Regions from separate parts of the Mus musculus genome. Here all the other regions are linked to region 2. Evidence: chromatin contacts called from public HiCAR-type data. All regions are on one chromosome and are shown on one strand. Each heading gives the region's core, a stretch centred on a gene start, on an enhancer-like site or on the middle of the called end of the contact. The rest is flanking DNA. Distances are from core to core; before and after follow the strand shown.

The links. HiCAR-type assays count read pairs that join an accessible place to other places.
Region 1: a HiCAR-type map of fibro-adipogenic progenitors shows a contact between it and region 2, with 5 times the contacts expected there. The contact joins two enhancer-like sites.
Region 3: a contact with region 2 is called in a HiCAR-type map of fibro-adipogenic progenitors, with 5 times the contacts expected there. The contact joins two enhancer-like sites. A contact is called at or near these places in 1 of 484 Hi-C or Micro-C datasets (uterus) and 1 of 115 datasets of contacts at active chromatin or transcription factors (fibro-adipogenic progenitors).

The regions. Positions count from the first base shown.
Region 1 is chr16:86,158,160-86,160,859 of GRCm38.p6, forward strand. No RefSeq gene overlaps it. Among named protein-coding and RNA genes, the nearest start is that of Gm32357, 76 kb to the right of the region's middle. Within about 2 kb of position 1,437, at least 17 of the 459 cell types and tissues checked have an H3K27ac peak or open chromatin away from gene starts, as enhancers often do. A contact at or near this core is called in fibro-adipogenic progenitors, where this site is marked.
Region 2 is chr16:86,880,584-86,883,444 of GRCm38.p6, forward strand. No RefSeq gene overlaps it. Among named protein-coding and RNA genes, the nearest start is that of Gm32624, 65 kb to the left of the region's middle. Within about 2 kb of position 1,253, at least 24 of the 459 cell types and tissues checked have an H3K27ac peak or open chromatin away from gene starts, as enhancers often do. A contact at or near this core is called in fibro-adipogenic progenitors and uterus, where this site is marked.
Region 3 is chr16:86,137,066-86,139,765 of GRCm38.p6, forward strand. No RefSeq gene overlaps it. Among named protein-coding and RNA genes, the nearest start is that of Gm32357, 97 kb to the right of the region's middle. Within about 2 kb of position 1,331, at least 54 of the 459 cell types and tissues checked have an H3K27ac peak or open chromatin away from gene starts, as enhancers often do. A contact at or near this core is called in fibro-adipogenic progenitors and uterus, where this site is marked.

The sequences.
Region 1 (2,700 bases), core at 187-2,686, 720 kb before region 2:
GGTGTCATAAAATATATACCATTTCAATTTTGACATCAAGATTTTGCAATATCTCTTGCGGCATGAATATTCATTCATACCTTCTTTATACATTATTTTGTGTTCTACAACGTTTAATGTAAACTATTAACATGACTACACTTTTTTTACAATGCTCCAGAGTACCATTTTGGTTTGATGTGTTCCTTTTTCTTATGTTACTATGAATGAATAGAAACTATGAGTATATTTTGTGAGTTTTGATAAGTGCATAAAATATAGAATATTTTCCAAATTTGAATAATATCTTTATGTATATACTTTCAGAAGGCACTTTCTCAGTTTCTATTATAGTTAGTATATGTGCTACCAAAGCAAGATTTGCATGTATCTTTTGTGGCGTGTGAATTTCTATGTGTATTTGAGATTGAACCTACAGACTTGCACATGCTAAAATAAGATTTTTATTCTATTTCCAAATTGCTCAGAAAAGTTTTCAGATTCCTTACATGAAAGCATAAAATAATAATTGCCACAGGTGGAAAACTTTTATGCAGGCTGACGTGTGATGGTATATTTTACATGGAACCAGGGAGAAGGCTTACATTCAGGTCACATACAGAATTTGCATCTAAATAGTCAGAAATATTCCCGATCAGATTGACATCAGAACGATGGAAATCTAAGCGTAATCTGTTATCATAGATTCTTAATTCCAATTTAAGAAAAAAAATTACAAAAGAAGCTCTTTAGCCCTGGTATACTTAAAAAGAAAAAGATAATGGTGAGTAAAATTGAATCTAAATGTGTTAATCATGGTAATTGTTCATTAAAATTATTCTTAAGCATGAAGTGATGCTTTTAAACTATAAAACTTCTGCAGAAGAGAATACTTGGCTTCTATCTCATTCTACAGCATCCTTAGAGAGATTGTGGAAAAGCATCTTGGGTAGGTTCTTCGCTGTTTTGGTAACCTTGGGCCTGACATCTGGGAATCATAATGCATTTTTATTTTCAAACTGCTTCTCATTGAAGTTTTTCCTCTAGCTTCCCAAAAAGATTGGATCTCAGGCTAGGATTCTGAGAAAAGTAAGCCTGGGTTTTGGCTATGATACAAGTCTTGGAAACTGTGGTCGGTCTTAGGTTTCCTTCCCCAGAACAAATATTCTCTCAATTTTAAAGAGTCAAGAATGATGTTCCTGCCACCCTACATTTTGATTTGTTTTAGGGTAAGTTATTGCAGCTTTTCAGGATCATAAATGTATGCAATAAATTATTGAAGATATTTGTGGCCAAATTGCATTAACAATTCATGATAGGTAAATTTTGCAGCCACAAAAAGTTACCACAAACTTAGCAGCTTAAATCATAAAAAAAATGTATTGCCTCACACATCCTGTGGTCCAGTAATGTGGATATGCTGGACGATGTCCTTGAAGTAGGCTTCCCAAGACCACAATCAGCTTGTCAGCAGGGCGGGTCCCTGATGGTAGACTCTTGGGAGGAATCTGTTTCCAAGTTCATTCAAGTTGATGGCCAGATTTAGTTCCTGTGTTTCTAGGCCTAATGCTTATGCCTTTGCTAGCTTCAGCTGCTGGGAAGTTTTTACTTCTCAAGGCTGTCTCACTTTGTTCTAATCCTGTATTGGTGACTCCTTTGTTATACTGTGCTAATCCACTTGTCTCGTTCACTCTTTCTTTCCTTTCCACAAATTACCATGATACCCCATAAACCCAGAACAAAAGTCTGAGTGACTGTCATTTACAATAATGGTTTATGATTTTAGGATATTCTGAATTGTTTTATCTTGCATAAATTTTATATCTATGCAGTACAGTCATATGAGTGAATGCTTATAAGGAGTATTTAACTGATACTTATTTATATAACATATAGTCTCTCTATATTACATATATAGTCTATATAAAGAGAAAATAGAAGTAGATGATAAATAGACTAAAATTACCCTTTTTAGTCTTTGTGCCAATCCCTTGAGTTAATTGCTTGTTCTTGGCCCTCTCTTATGAATGAGTAAAATCAATGATGGTGCACCCTAGCCAGGTTTGGTAGTAGACATCTGCAAGCAAAGGTGGGAAGATTAAAACTCTGAGATCAGCCTGGGCTACATGGCCATGTATTATCTCCAGAATAAATTCAACGTTTGGAAAAGATGAGATGGGAACTTGAACTTTGAGATGTGTGACTGAAAAACCCATGCTTTTAAATACCATGTTTGCAATGTTCCTCTTTCATTAGCAGTTGAGCTTATCAAAGCTACTGACACTTTTGGTCTTGTGATGGTCACTCCTTGTCCTCTGTTTAAAGGACAAGTAGAGGGGGACAAAGTATGCCTGCATGTTGAATGTGCAAGATTTGGACTGGAAGTAGCAGAGGTATAGTAGCATCAATACAATAATAAATGGCCAGCCTTGAAAACACACATGCAAGTACCATGATGTAGACAAAGCAGTTGTATTTATACATCAGGAACATGCATTCAAAGCAATTAGTGAATAAAAGTGGACATGAATATAAAAGATGGTAGCGAGTGATACAAGGAAGGATTGGATGGAGGGAAAGGCTAGGAGTAGTAATGTAATTATGTAAGAACCTCAAAACAATAAAAGAAATAAACATAATTAGATTTTCAAACTTTGAAAATTCTATAGACTGTAGTTATATGGAGAAACAGCCCATTAAGTGGGAGTTAGTGCATAGAGA
Region 2 (2,861 bases), core at 3-2,502:
GTGCCAATGCTGTATCTTTAGGGATAGCTTGACATGGTGGTTCAGTTTATGGTTCATAGGTATCAGAGCTGGATAGGGCTACTAATTCCTTCCCTCCCTTGGTAAGTTGCATAGGACTTTCTTATGCTAAGGAAACTCATCCACAGGAAGAAGGACATCAGGTTACATGCAGTTAGAAGCATCTGGGTCCCATAGCCTAGGGATGCTGCCTTCTGTAACTTCAACCTCTGGGATGCATCCCAGGGCAACACCAACTGCCTCCATTATTTTGGGAGTCACCTGGACTATCCCACAAATATCTTGAAAGGAGGTTTCTTGTGACTGGCTCTGGAGATTTTGTCAGATACTTTGTCAGAAATGCAGTAGTCATGTTAATAGTATCGAAGTCTTTTGGTCAGCTACTGGATATTTGTCTTTTTGTAAGTATTCACAATGGAAGATGAATGACAGTTGTTTACAGCCATTCAACAGCACGAGTTATTTTTTTCCAAGTTTTACTAGTCTCTAGATACCTTTTCTGACAAGCTTTACAATTTCAAACAAGTAAATATTTTATATGTGGCAGGGCTTCATAAAAACTTTTATTACCCTAACACTTTCAGATAAACTTAGGTAAACATTCTTGTGTCGTGCTTACAAAAATAATGAAAACGGACCTCAGCTTACATATTTTTATATACTGTCAATGTTAGTATTCAGCCTTCACAATGATATTTTCCCCTGGCCATAGGTACTATGTTTTATTATAGATATTTATTTTATTTTAGGAAAGCTGATGTTAACATAGTTTAGCCTTCACATAAAAGCTCAAATGAAGTAGTGCTCCAAATGATGTCTGTTAGAAATTTAAATGTTAAAGCAATTTCAAAACTTTTCTTAACAAGCAGATTCACTGCTAAATCACAAGACAGGTTCATTAAAAGACGATTAGTAATTTATAAAATATATAGTAACAATAAAAATAGTCACTAAAACTTCTATATTTTTTAATTGTGGTAAAAACTGGCATAGTAGGGTTTTCTTAATATGCATTCTTTGCTTCCTAACACTTGAAATTGTCGTAAAATTTAGAGAACATGTAGGATTTCCCCAATTCTTATTAGTACATGCTAGCTACTTTTTAGTAACTTTTCTAAATTTTGAGCACCCTGAGTTAAAAGGTTTTGAAAAGTCATTCTGCCACCTTGCGTTCCGTACTGTCAAGGCAGTTTTGTGCTTCTGGGAAACCACGGGAAATTTTCTGCCAACAGGGAAGTCTTAATTCTGAATCAGAATTCTAGAATCATCCTGGACTCCTCTGCCTGTATTATTGTTTCCAAGTTTTCATGAACCTATCACAGATATTTGTAACTCAATATATTCTTATGCCAGAGTACGGATTCAATTCTCATTATTTTTACTAAGATTTTGAAAGACAAATAACAAAACTTTAATTGAAACCATATGTGATTCTGTAAAAAAAAAAATGTTTTCTTACATATTCTTAACTGAATGACTAATTGATACATGAAAGTATACATATTGTATACTTTTTTAATGAAATATAAACAAAGAAAAACAAGCTTATATTTTAAATACTTCTTTTGTGTAAGTGGTGAACAACTTGTGTGTGTGTGTGTGTGTGTGTGTGTGTGTGTGTGTGTGGTGTGGTGTGTTTTGAACTCAGAAAACTAGAAAAAGCAAAACTCCAAAATTCCATAAAAGAAAAGAAAATAATACAAAAACCCAATGATAACAAAGGATTGTTGTAAATCAAGTTGAACATCAATAAATAGCCTCTCAAACCTACTTTATTGTGAGAACACAGTATGTAGTCTCAAGGCTATTGATGCAGGGCATCTTCATAATGGTTGACCTTGCTTTCTTAGGCATTTCTTTCCTTGATACGGAGACTCCTGAACTTTTTGTATTTCATTCTGTTCTTGAAAGTCATTGAAGGACTACATCAGAAATGTATAGATATGACAGTTGGGGTTGTAGGGAAAAGGTGGTTACGGTACTAGTCATAATCTTAAAGGGCCTTTTCCCTCCTCTTTCAGGGGGACTTTTAACTTACCACAAAATAACTGATTTGTGTGACTACAATCCCTCTGAGGAAATGATCAATGTGAACGGTGTGCTACTGCCATCTTGTGTCCGAAAAGAGTCCCTCAGTTTCTGTAGCATGCTAGTTGGAGTGAGGAATTCAGAAATGTTCTGAAACTAGCCTTCAGGCTTTTGCAGTAGAATGTAGGAGGGAGAACTTTAGGCTGTGGGTCTCACGAAGCAGCTGTTAAACCCAGAACGCATGACATTCTTGAAGCTGCCAGGGTGTGCATGACTTAACCTGCTCCCCTCGGACTTTTACTCTGAGATGATACTTTTAAAGTTTCGAGCAAAAATTGGAAGTCAGAGAAAGCAACAGATGAAGGCAAGAGAATAACACTTTATCACTAGAAACTACATGGAATTTTCAAATGTTAGAGCCATAACATTTTTCTCTAAGTCTTAGTGTATTAATCCAATATAGTCAGTCAATGCTTCAAAACTTGGGGTGCTTGAATTTAGAAAAAAAATCTTAAAGCCATCAACACTTTCAAAATCCTTTAATTCATTACATTACATCAAAAGAATTCTCAGCATTATGACTGTTAAATATCAGGCCAAGTTGCTGAGAGGATTTCACTATTGTACATAAATATCCAAAAGATGACCTTAGTACTTAGCTATTCTCAAAATCTACGCAATGTAAGAACAATCATGAATATTAGAAAGAGCACAGGAGTGACCCAGTGCTAATCTGCCAACCCAGCATGAACTTTCAGCATCCTCAAAACGCCAAGTACATCAAAGAGAATTCCTCACTCTGGAGAAATAAATGT
Region 3 (2,700 bases), core at 81-2,580, 740 kb before region 2:
GGCCTCCACCAAGGTTTGCGCTGTTATACTTTTCCTCTCCAGAACTGTGGACAAATATATTTATGCTGTTTTCTGCTATTTATCCTGTGACAAATTGCTGCTACATTTCAGGAAGCTAATAAGTCACCGAGCTTTGGCAATTCCTTGAATTATTTAATCTTATAGATGTTGCTAGTTTATTCATGAAACAACAAATTAATCTCATTCTTAACTTACCCTGCCCTAATTTTGTGAGATAAATGTTGAGGCTTTTGCCATTCTGTTTGTAAATGAACCCATCTTTTAGGGATAAGACAGAAGCTTGGCCTATTTAAATGAATAGTTAGACATGACTGGGAGATGTCAGAAAGTGATGTTCCAGGAAAATATCCAGAAAAAAGAAGACGGCTGAACCTTAGCTCTTCTTCAAAGGGGAAATGGGGAGGAGCTCTGTGAGCAATGAATAACTAATCATTTTGGACATTTTATCCCAACAATTTGAGTTGCAATTCAAGATATGTGTTTTTATGTCAAAAATTATTGTATCTTGTTTTGTCCTGTTTGTTGGTTTGTTGCTGTCCTTTGAAGGCTGCTCTTTTTCTGAAGAGAACCAGAGGACAAGTGGATCTGGGACAGAGGAGAAGTGAGTGGGGGCTGGGAACAGTGGGAGGAGGAGGAACTATGGTCAAGATATATTGTATTCAACTAAAAAAAAGTTTAACGTTTTTCAGATAGAAAACTCTAACTTACATTCAACATATTCCCATACACGATCCCATAGGAAGAATAACAATATCAATCAACTCAGATTTCCCAAAGCATCCAGAGTACCCATGGAGGTACCCATGGCTCCAGCTGCATGTGTAGCAGAATTGACTTGTCTGGCATCGATGGTAGGGGAGCCCCTGGGTCGTGTGTAGGCTTGATTTGTTGAGAGCTTTTGGTGCCACTTCTAGGAATTTGACATTTGTCACTGGGCTCAGACAAGGAAGTAGGCTCATATAAGAATATGAGAAACAATGATTGTGGGGCTTTGTTTGCTACTTTGCTTGTGTGATCCTTTTGCTTACTACTTTACTTAGTTACTATCTTGTGTGATATCCTTGTTTACTACTTTGTTTCATCACTTTGTCTTTGATCTAAGAACTGACCGTGTTCTGGATGGACCTAGAATGATATTAAAAGCAGGCTGGAGGGAAAGAAGGCTGCTTCAGCCTCAGCCCTGGCTGGAGTCAGGCTATCATTTTGTGTAACTGTTTTTTTTTCCTTTTCAATCCTCACTCCCTCGCCTGAGACTCTGCTGACTGACTCAGCTGGCTTGGTCACTGGATGATCCAACAGAGTGGAATGCTAGGGCACTGAGGCAGGGGTGGTGGCTGAGTGCTGAAGCACTCTCATAGAAGCAGAGGGAAGCGGGAGAGGATAGGGAGTTTGTAAAGGGGAAACTAGGAAGGGGGATAAAGTTGGAAATCTAAACAAAGAAAATAAAGAAAAATAAAATAAAATGCTTTGTAGAAGGACATGAACATCAAAGAGAATAAACCAAACAAAATTAAAATCCTGCCAAAATTTGTTTCAAATGACTCAAGGAGCCAGTGTTTGGAAGTTTGATATACAGGTTTCAGTACTGTCTTTGGCTTTTATCTAAAAATGATATGAAGCATCTGAAGGTAAAAATGTAATATGCTGGTTACTTACGAATATATAGTTTTATCTGCTCATTTAAAAATATTACTCAATTATTTTGTCTTTATAAATAGCTATGTTTATTATCTATTATCTAGCCACATGTACTTTTGTACTCGTGGATAGATTATGTCTTTCCTGGTTGATGGCTGTGGTTAATTTTTAAGTATATATTTTTGAAATTTTAATTACAAATTCTCCCTTCTAACTCCTTCCATGCACCCCTTTACTTGCTGTCAAATTCATGGCCTTTTTTTCTTTTCAATTGAATATAGAGGCCAGTTAAGAGCTAAGGAACTCTAGACCAGGATGAATTCAAGCAAAGAGTATTGAGAAAACAATGCAAGATTATGAGTCATAAATATTACTGCACGCGTTGCAACTTTATCTCTTTGAAGCTATCTTACATGTCATGTAACATACCAGGAAAACAATTATCCCTGGATAAAGGGTTAATATTGCCTAGATATCAAGAGGAAAGAATATTAAAGAAGACCATGTACCAACAACCTTCAAAGCAATGCCCATCTGACATATCGCTGCCTTCTTAGGTAAAAACTAGACAACCTCTTTCACCTTTCAGTCATTTTATTGAGAACTTAATATCGTTTGCTGAGACTGTTTGCTTCATTCAAATAGTCGCATCCTGAAGAAACTGCTCATAGACCTCTCAGGGTTGGTTGATGTAATAACAGTCCACACTTCCATAAGATTCTGTACTCATAAGCTCTATTGGGGAGAGTGGCATTATCCCTTTTCTGTAGGACATACAGCTTTGAGCAGGTCTTCTAGAAGAATCGATTACAAAGGAAAGACACTTCAAAGGTCCATGGAGTGTGTGGAGGCTGTAAGTAACCGGATGACTTCTGTGACAGACAACACTGACAAGACTTACTCTGGTCCCACTTCTTCCTGTGAGGCAGGTGTCCATACTCCTTGAGAGAGGACGAGAGTCACAGAGTCTTCTATAAATAAAAAGATCCAGTAAATTGTAGCTTTTTCAGGTTAGCTTTAAGCCAATCATGCTTCTATAGT